Linked DNA regions of Anser cygnoides: region 1 is linked to region 2. Evidence: chromatin contacts called from public Hi-C data. All regions are on one chromosome and are shown on one strand. Each heading gives the region's core, a stretch centred on a gene start, on an enhancer-like site or on the middle of the called end of the contact. The rest is flanking DNA. Distances are from core to core; before and after follow the strand shown. Region 1 holds the start of PRKAR2A (protein kinase cAMP-dependent type II regulatory subunit alpha). Region 2 overlaps PXK (PX domain containing serine/threonine kinase like).

The links. Hi-C and Micro-C count contacts between places; a contact is called where the count stands out from the background.
Region 1: a contact with region 2 is called in a Hi-C map of liver, with 1.6 times the contacts expected there. The contact joins the promoter of PRKAR2A here to the enhancer-like site in region 2. A contact is called at or near these places in 2 of 7 Hi-C or Micro-C datasets (granulosa cells and liver).

What each region holds. Positions count from the first base shown.
Region 1 is chr10:11,680,542-11,684,808 of Taihu_goose_T2T_genome, forward strand. PRKAR2A (protein kinase cAMP-dependent type II regulatory subunit alpha) reads right to left here and starts at 2,415. Exons shown (of 11, transcript XM_048072299.2): 1 at 2,163-2,415. The coding sequence starts at 2,415. LOC136791612 (a long non-coding RNA gene) reads left to right here and starts at 2,604. Exons shown (of 3, transcript XR_010833938.1): 1 at 2,604-3,069.
Region 2 is chr10:11,593,352-11,597,898 of Taihu_goose_T2T_genome, forward strand. PXK (PX domain containing serine/threonine kinase like) reads right to left here. Exons shown (of 18, transcript XM_048072246.2): 11 at 4,269-4,386; 12 at 3,760-3,838; 13 at 1,530-1,578; 14 at 858-935; 15 at 361-447. Among named protein-coding and RNA genes, the nearest start is that of PDHB, 17 kb to the left of the region's middle. Within about 2 kb of position 2,375, at least 1 of the 3 cell types and tissues checked has open chromatin away from gene starts, as enhancers often do. A contact at or near this core is called in liver, where this site is marked.

The DNA.
Region 1 (4,267 bases), core at 1,165-3,664, 87 kb after region 2:
TTTCCCTCCACTGTCATCATCACCTTTCCACACGTTCCTTACACCCCTCTCTGCGGAACAGCCACATCCAGATGTCTTCTTGCTCATATACACAAAAAGGACACAGAACAGAGATGAAACTCCAGGAGGTCCAGAGAATAAACATAAACCTGGAAGTAATTTCTTAAGCGCCACAAAAGAATGCAAGTCTTTTTTGTGGTCTAGTTAGTGTCGCTGACTCCACTGATGTTGTGCCACTATGGCAGAAAGGGGACCACTGGTACCACTATGGCTACACGAAGACATTTGCCACGCTGTTAACTCCAACAGCCCAGAGCTTACTCTGATTTTAAGTTATTTTTCTCTTTTATTACCACTTGCACTCAAAACATATGAAAAAACACAACTTATCCAAAATGTTCCCTAACTCTTAGCATGCAGACGCAGTCTAGTGAGATACTCAGATTTAGTATTATGCTGGAAGTAGAAACATGAAGACAACCACATTACTTGTGCAGACATCTTTCATACAGCCAACATACATAACTAGGTTACTTATTTAAATTAGCTTTAAATTTTCTTAACGTAGTATTTTACAGAAGTACCAATTTCATCATTATATTTAGAAATGCCCATGGAAGCATTCTTAAAACATCCATTTGACCTATCTTTGCAACTTGAAGCTGATAGTGTTGGCCCAGGAAAACAAAATGAAATTAATTGAATCTTTCCTAAGTTGTCCAGGATGAAAAAATGCATGGTATTAGAGCCTGTCCAGTGGGATTATCTGTGACTTTTTCAGTTTGTGTGTTTTATCTATCTTTAGAAATGATCCTTTAAATACTGAGCAGTCTGTAAGTACACAGGATCTGGTCTCCCATAACAATATAGAAGTATTTTCCTGTAAAGTTCACAGAGGGCAGAGATATCAGAACCTCCAACTTCATCATTTTCTAGTTAACAAGGTCTTCCATGACAACAGTTATGACAGAAGTCTGAAAGAACACATAGCCTTGGTTGATCATCCCACACTCTGTTAAACACTGTGGAAATTGTTTCCTTGACCCTACAGAGAGGCTCTTGCCTGCTGTTAACTAGAACACGGGACTATTCCTTCCCCAGGTCGTTGGAACAGCGTGTTTTCGCAGATAAGGAGCAAGCCAGCACCCACTGACAGTGCCACCTGCCTCCAGGGCTCTGACCAGCACAAGTGACACCGGGCGGTTTTGTTAGTTTTCCCTCTAAGACAGAAAGATGACAAGCAGAAACTTGAACCAAAGGAACCACTTTTCAGCTTTGGACAGCCTCACCACGTAAGGCTGTATTTGAGAGCTGTTTAGCACCATAAAGTTTACAGATTTCCATCTGAAAACATTTAACTCCAGAGGACTGCTTCAGCTGCAGTTGCCAACATTCTCCAGGAAAACATTACACTCACTTCCCAGGAGAAGACCTTTCAAAGCCTACAACAAGCTAAGCTGATCGTGGAATAAAGTTGCCTTCAATGACATTAAAAATAAATAAATAAAACACAGAAACCTTTGTTCGCGTTATAGGTCGAGGGCATAAGACCTTCACTTGAAGTTTAGGGAAAGCACACCTTATCCCCTCTTCCCCTCTAAGTTACCTTCTAACAAGGAGAGGCTATTCGGAGAGCGTTCAGGAACCGCGCTCCCAAATCCTGGGGGCGCCAAGAGGTACCGCTCACCGACACCTCAGGTAACTTCTCGCACCGAGGCTCAGGCAGAGCCCGAACTGCGCGCAGGGCGCGTGGCAGAGCGCAGTGCGTGTGGAGGGAGCGAAAATGGAAGTACCACGGGAGGCGAGGCAAGGCCCGCGGGGAGGCACCTCCGCTACCTGATGGAGCTACAGCCGGGAGCAGCGGGCGGCCGGCTTGGAATTTCGGCTGTCCGGCAAGGTGCGAGGTTATTCCAGCGCCCCACGACAGCGCCCTGAAGCACAACGAGGAGCCCGCTCCGTCCCCAGCCGCCGAGGGCACGCTCACCGCGGCGGCCGAGCGGCAGCGACACCCGACAGTCGCGACAGAGCTCGCCCGTCGCCTCACCGCACCGGCACGGGGTTCGCTCACCGGGAAGGGCCGCGCCGGTTACCGGGCGGTGCGTTGGGAGGGGACGGGGGGGACGGGGGGGGGAAGGACGGGGACACCTCCCCGAGGGGCTTACGCTCGAAGTCGGAGTCGTCGTCGTCGTCGCCGCGGTCGGGCTCCTCCTCGCCGTTGGACTCGGTCTGCATGGGCTCCCCGTCGAAGCTGACCACCCTGCGGCCGCCGCCGGCCGCCTCCCGCTCGCGGGCATCCCGCAGGCGGGTGAAGTACTCGGCGGCGAAACCGACCAGGTCGGCCGGCCGGTGCCGCAGCACCTCCACGGTGTAACCCTGCAGCAGCTCGGTCAGGCCCGGCGGGATCTCGATGCTCATGGTGCCGGCGGCGGGGGGAGGAGGAAGAGGAGGAGGAGGACGACGAGGAGGAGGAGAAGGCCGCCGCCCCGCAGCCGGTTGTGACGGTGGCGGGCTCGGGGCCTCCCTCGGCGGGCGCCGCCTGACTCCCGCCGCTCCGGTCACACACACACGGGGGGGGCCGGGCCGCGGCGGCAGCTCCCCGGGCTGCGCAGGCGCTGCAGCGGGCGCCGAGCCAGCATGGAGGCGGGCGGCCGCGCGCAGGCGCCGGGACGCTGAGGGGAGCGGCTCCCCCCCGGCCGGTCCCCGCCTCGGCGGAGGGAGGGGAACCGCGGGGCGCTGGGGTGTGCGGTCCCGGTGCCCCTCAGGTGCCCCCCGCAGCGGGATCCGGGTGCCCCCGGGGTGGTTGGTGGCTGCCTGGGTGTGCCGGGGAGGAACCGGGCTGTGCCTCCCTCCTCCGCCCCGCAGCGAGGGCTGAAGGGGATGCGAAATGCTTTCGTGTGGTGCTTGTGAATCTGACTTTCAAATTAATTTGGGGACAGAGCAACTGCTATGGTGTGGTAGGGAGTAAACTTAAACTGTGGAAGGTGGCGGACGCTCTCGCTTCTCGTCAGCCAGGATCCTGGACATGCACAAGTGTGTGGCAGAAAGGAGGTTTTTCACAGCTTTCTTCAGGTTAGTGACCCCCCGTGCTAATTTCATCTTTCTTCATCTTTCTGCCAACCCACAGTACCCCTGAGCGCCACAGAGGAGCGGGAGAAGGAGGCTTTTTCCCCTTGGTTGGGATTACACTGAGGCCCTCTGACCCCCCTGGTTCCTGGTCAAAATTCAGTCAATGAACACTCTTAAAGCTGCTGAGCGCAAGAGAATAAACGAGCAACACTTCATACCTTTGGGTAAAAGCCATAATGTCATCATCTGTGAAATGGTGGCAATAACGTTTGTCTGCTTAACACTGAGCACCTGAGAGCACGAAGGGTTTTGGAAAAGTGAAACACCTCATTAATCGCTTACACGTGTGGGCTTTGGAGACACCTTGTATATTCCTAAATGTGTTACTCAGGTTTTTCTTGTATTCTTCGTACAAAACCTCCGTGCTTCGTGCTGTTTGTGTGTACAGGGAAGGTTTGGCGGATGCCCAAGGGCAGCCAACTCGCCCCGTGGCATGGGGCCCTTAAGGTTTGATGTTGGAAAGCTGGTCTTGGGAGAAAATAGGCTGCACAAACATGAGGGGCACAGGGATGCTGGCTTGGTGACGCCGCTGCCTGTTGTCAATGTAAATATTTTTGTTTAATTCTTCCTTTGTTTCAACAATAAAAGGGCAGAAATCAACTTGTACTCAAAATAAGAATTTCACTTAGAAGCCCAGAATTGGCTGAGGCAATTCATTGTGTTGTGGTTTTGTTTGCTCGTGTGCCAAAAGGTCCCCTCGCTTATCCAGATGGTTTTCCTACACTCCCATGCAAAGACAGTCTATTCATCACTGTTGCTTGAAGGACATGACTGAGAACACCCTATCTGGTACTTTTACTAGCTTTATTTTCGGTGAGGAAGGACATTAGGGAATCTTGTGGCTCTTACAACAGCACCCAGCCTCTTTATTAGGTGTTTTGTGTAATATGGCTCCCATATTTTATGCCAGTAAGATTACTTCTTGTATGTGAACGAATGAATTAAAAACAAGCACAGGAGGTAGATCTTCCACATCTCATCATTTTATCTGGAGGTTTAGTGTGAAGCCTAATTTATTTTTGTTTTTTACAGCAGCCACAGTTGCTATGTCCCTTTTCTAGAAAAACAATTAATTCTGCTTTTTACTTTATCACTCCTGCCATATCATCTTTCTTGTGGTCTCAAACAATACAGCAGCACA
Region 2 (4,547 bases), core at 1,125-3,624:
GGACAACTTCAGTACCCTCTGACAGCAAGGGAAATGCAGAAAACTGACCCACTAAAAAGGATCAGAAACACAGCGTGCTATAGAAGCACAAAAAAGGCTCCAAGACCTTCACTGGGCAGCAAGCAGCAGCAGCACAGGCTGTTATCTGTGTATTAGGTATTAACTAAGCCTGTTTTCATTAAATAACCTCCAACGGGTTAAACTAATATACAAGTCAGCTACCATTTAGGAAGAGTTATCACTTCAAATATGGAAGTAGTACAGAAAAGCACAGAACAGAACACAGCAGCACACCTGTGGTTGTTCATGCTACACATTCAATAACTTTCTGTGTGAGAAACCTATTTAAAGGCTGATTACCTTTCTTGCTAAGATCTTCCTTTTCTTTTTTTCTTCTTCAGAACCATGATGAGACTGAGCTCTTGTCAGTCTTCTGTGCTGGTGAATCTTCAGAATTAAGGGAAAACAAAAAAAGACAATGTTAAGATCTCAAATATTCTCAGACAAGGCACATGCTTGGCATGCAAGAAAAAACACTGTAGTCACTTTGCACATTTAGTTTTCTTTTTTCATGTTTAACTCTAATCTTTACTGTTGCTGGTAGAGTATGGAGCCTCACACTGAAGTTAAAATGATCCTTTAACTTAGGAGTCACTGTGAAGCTGTACCACTTAAAACAGTATAATGCCATACATTCATCAGCTGTTCTACAGCTCCTCAACGCTGTATTTTTGGGAAAGCAAATCTGTTGATGAAAACCTTTATTGCTCAAAATCACAGAGCTCACTTTCACCATTTAAATGTGATAAGAGGAAACAATGTCTGTAGGGAATACAGTAAAGAAATACAGTAGTTACCAATTTCTGTTCTTCTGTTAATCTTTTTTCTATGCATTCTTTGGAAGTTTTCAATGCCTCTTTTAGCTTAGTAGGAACCTAATACAGAATGGGGAAAGAAATCATAGCACAAAATATGATAAACGAAAATACAACTTCACTGCTCAAAACTCAACATGTATCTGACCATGTTGCCCGTCTAAAGCCAGGGACAGCTAATTGTTTTGGTACTCTGGTCACATCCCCAAAATGCCATAAGGCCGACCACCACAAGACACGCAGCACATGCCTGCTCTGGGGCAGTTCCCCAATGGGGGCAAGAAGCAGCTCCCTGAAAGTCCCAGCACTGCAGCTGGCTACAACGTGCCAGTGGTCTAACCTAGCAAAATCAGATTCCACAGCCCTTAGCAATTTGAGCAAAACAAGGCTGCTAAGTAGGACACCATGATTAATCATGTAAATTAGCTCCAATACAAGAGCTACACTTGAATCACTCATGGGTCACACTGTGCCCTCTTCTAAGGGTTGATATAATTTTCTTGGGTATGATTCAGCAAAGGAATCCAAATACCAACGGGAATCACCATAAAGCCAAGTAAAGCCAGCTGTCCTCTACCCTGTTTGTTAATTGATGCATAGCTACCCACAACTTGGTGCTTCCACGAACATCAGCAAATCAACATTCAACTTTACCTTAAACTGTGGTTTCTCAGAGTTTGTTAGCAGGACATCACTGAATAATCTGTGAGTGGGTGAAAAAAAAAGGAAAAAAAAAGGAACATTATTTCCAAGAGATAGGCAGAAACAGAGGGAATGCTACTGGTACTGTTCACCTAACTCCCTCTCTTCTCTTTTCCTTCTCTGTTCTCATCCCTACCTCACTGTTTTGTTCCCCCCCCCCCCCAACACACAGGCTATGTACCGCTTTTTATTTTCCAAGCCTTGCTTTAAAATTAGCAGCATCTAGCCCTCAGAACAGAGCCACTACTGACAGCAGAAATTAGCAAGACTCTAGGAAGTATTTTGTAAGCTGAAAGAATGGCTGTAATTATCAAAGGCAGACAAGAGCATCCCAAAACAAATGCTTTTTCCTTGTAAGTACATTGATTCCTTAAAAACAGAAGATTGCCAGGGACCTTACTTACATTTCACCTAACAAATCATTGATCTTTTCAGGTGAACTCTTAGCACAACTGTTATTTTAGCATTAACAAGAACCACGTAAAAGATCAATGAGCAAACTTAACATTTCAAAATATCTGCGTTCTTGTCCATACTCTGGCAAAGGTAATTAAAGCGACTATTCTAACAGTTTCACTCTCGCCTCCATCAGCATGAGCACAAATGATTAATACTTTTCCATCCAAAACAAAGACACTAGAGGGCAATGTTAGTCTGAAAATCAACTAGTTAGTCCATTTCAAGGTACTTTGTTCTGGAGAACATACTAGAAAACTATCCCAGAAAGAGATCACCAAGTCTGGCTCACAAATAAGCATTTCAGAGATTTCTGTTGATGTTCACTACGGAAAGTTATCACAGTTCTATACTAGAGAAAACAAAATTAAATATAGAATCGAGATTGTAAGATCAGTAGTCCATGAAAAAAAAATCAGAAATAAATTAAAACAAAGGCTAAAGAAAAAAAAAGCTCACACTTGTTTACAGATAAATTTTCTGCCCCTTTCTGATTACATATCCTTGCAAAATTCAGTAAACTCATAGTTTATTTGGAATAGCTTAACAAATATTTAAGTTATATTCATCACATCACACATTATGAAAAACACTTTTGTAAAGAGTATGGGTATGAAGGGAATGTAGTACATATCCTACATAGCAGATAGAGCCAGGCATAGATTGTTTGTTCAACATCTTCTAACACTTGGATATTCCTGTATTCAGTTTTCTTACAGTATTTCTCCATACATTCTTCTCTCTACCTCCTGCTTCCTTCAGGAGCAGAGGAATGGAGGAATAGAAGGAATAGAAGGTTGGGACACGACTGCAGGGACCCGTCCCAACCCAGGAAATATGACTCTTGGAGCATACTCTAAACATCCTGCAATCCGTACGCTGTGAGATCAGACCCAGATTTAGATATGGGCAATCTGTCATTTATGAGGTCACGATTCTGGCACCTCATACTAACAAAAAGCAAGCCCACCAGGAACTGTGATTCTGTGCTCAGCACGCTGACGACACGTCGCAGCACAGTGACTGCAGACAACTTCCCTGGTAATGCTGTCTCCTAGCTGCAGGAAGGGTGGCACTGCAGACAGGTATCATCTCCAGCTCAGTCATGCACTGACACTGCTCCCTTGCTCCATCCTAATCTCACTCCGTATCTGCCTTTACTACTTCACTACATCACTAGGAGGACAGCCTGGAAGGAGATATTTTCTGTTTATGCTTCACTGAATCCCTAAACCAGCCTTGCAAGACACCAGCCAGAACTTCCGCACAACGCTTTGACCCATTCTAAATGTTGCCGCCAAGCAGAGCTAGAGATTTATTTTGCTAAGTCGTAAGTAAACTGATAGCCAAATCTACTGAAGTACATCTGAAAGGGTCCCACAAAAACATTCTTTATTCCAAATGCTTTAAATGATCTGTACATGTTCTTAATCATGCTCGCACTGCTTAATAGCTAGACCATTTGAAACCATAGCGCCACGCTAAGTAAAATGCATTCGTAACAGCTCCAGCACCCCAAGAGACAGAAATTTTAAATGAGCACCTATCATATTCACAAGCAATGGGACTATGAACTCCATCAATTTTAAACCTTCACTTGGGATACACTACACAGCCCTCAGAATGAGGAACAAATCTTTCAGATAAGGAACGAGCAAAAAGATTCTTCCTCCTTATATAATTAAAAATATTACTATGAGCATAGAACAAGTACGTTAACACTTACGGCATCTGTAAGAGCCGTGCAACTGTTGGCATGCCATTCTTCATAGCTTCACAGGTCAGAATGGATTCCAACACAGACACTACCAAAGAAAAAATAAGTATGGACACATTTTTGCACTACAGAATAGCAAACAATTTATAGTGAAAGCCTGGCACTTCTGTGTTATGCTCCCCCACATATTCCATCAACTAAGCAGTGATGAAGCTTTATGACACATGTTTTTTATTATAGTATTATTGTTACACGTACAAACTTTTCAAGAATGTTAGACATGAGGCCAGGGGATCCAGACATCTAATCACTGCACACTGTTTTATCACTCAGTTAAAAAAACATATTTATATGCTATGTATTTGAGGAAGAACACATTTGCTATTTTTTAAAATTGCTAAATAATAATTTCCGGTTACAGGCTGCAAAATCCTAGTCTCCTATTTCACAACATTTCAGCTTCAGTAAAAGGTAAGGGTAGCCAGGCTGAGACTGACATTGAGTGAATGTATACTAACCAACAAACACGGATGGTGCAGGAGGGAAGCTGTCTACTGGAATCGTATCTGGGGGTCTTCCATATGTCATTTCATACAGTAAGTGCCCAAAGCAATGTACATCAATGCTTTCTAAAGTCTGTAGAGGAACAAAAATAAAAAATAAAAATGAAAAAAACATAACTTGCCAGAACTAATTGGTTTATCCACAACTGGTTTTAAAACATTCGGTAATACATTTGAGAAAAAAGGTGGCCTTGCATGAAAAGAGGAATCATTAAGGTCCTAACCACAGCCTAA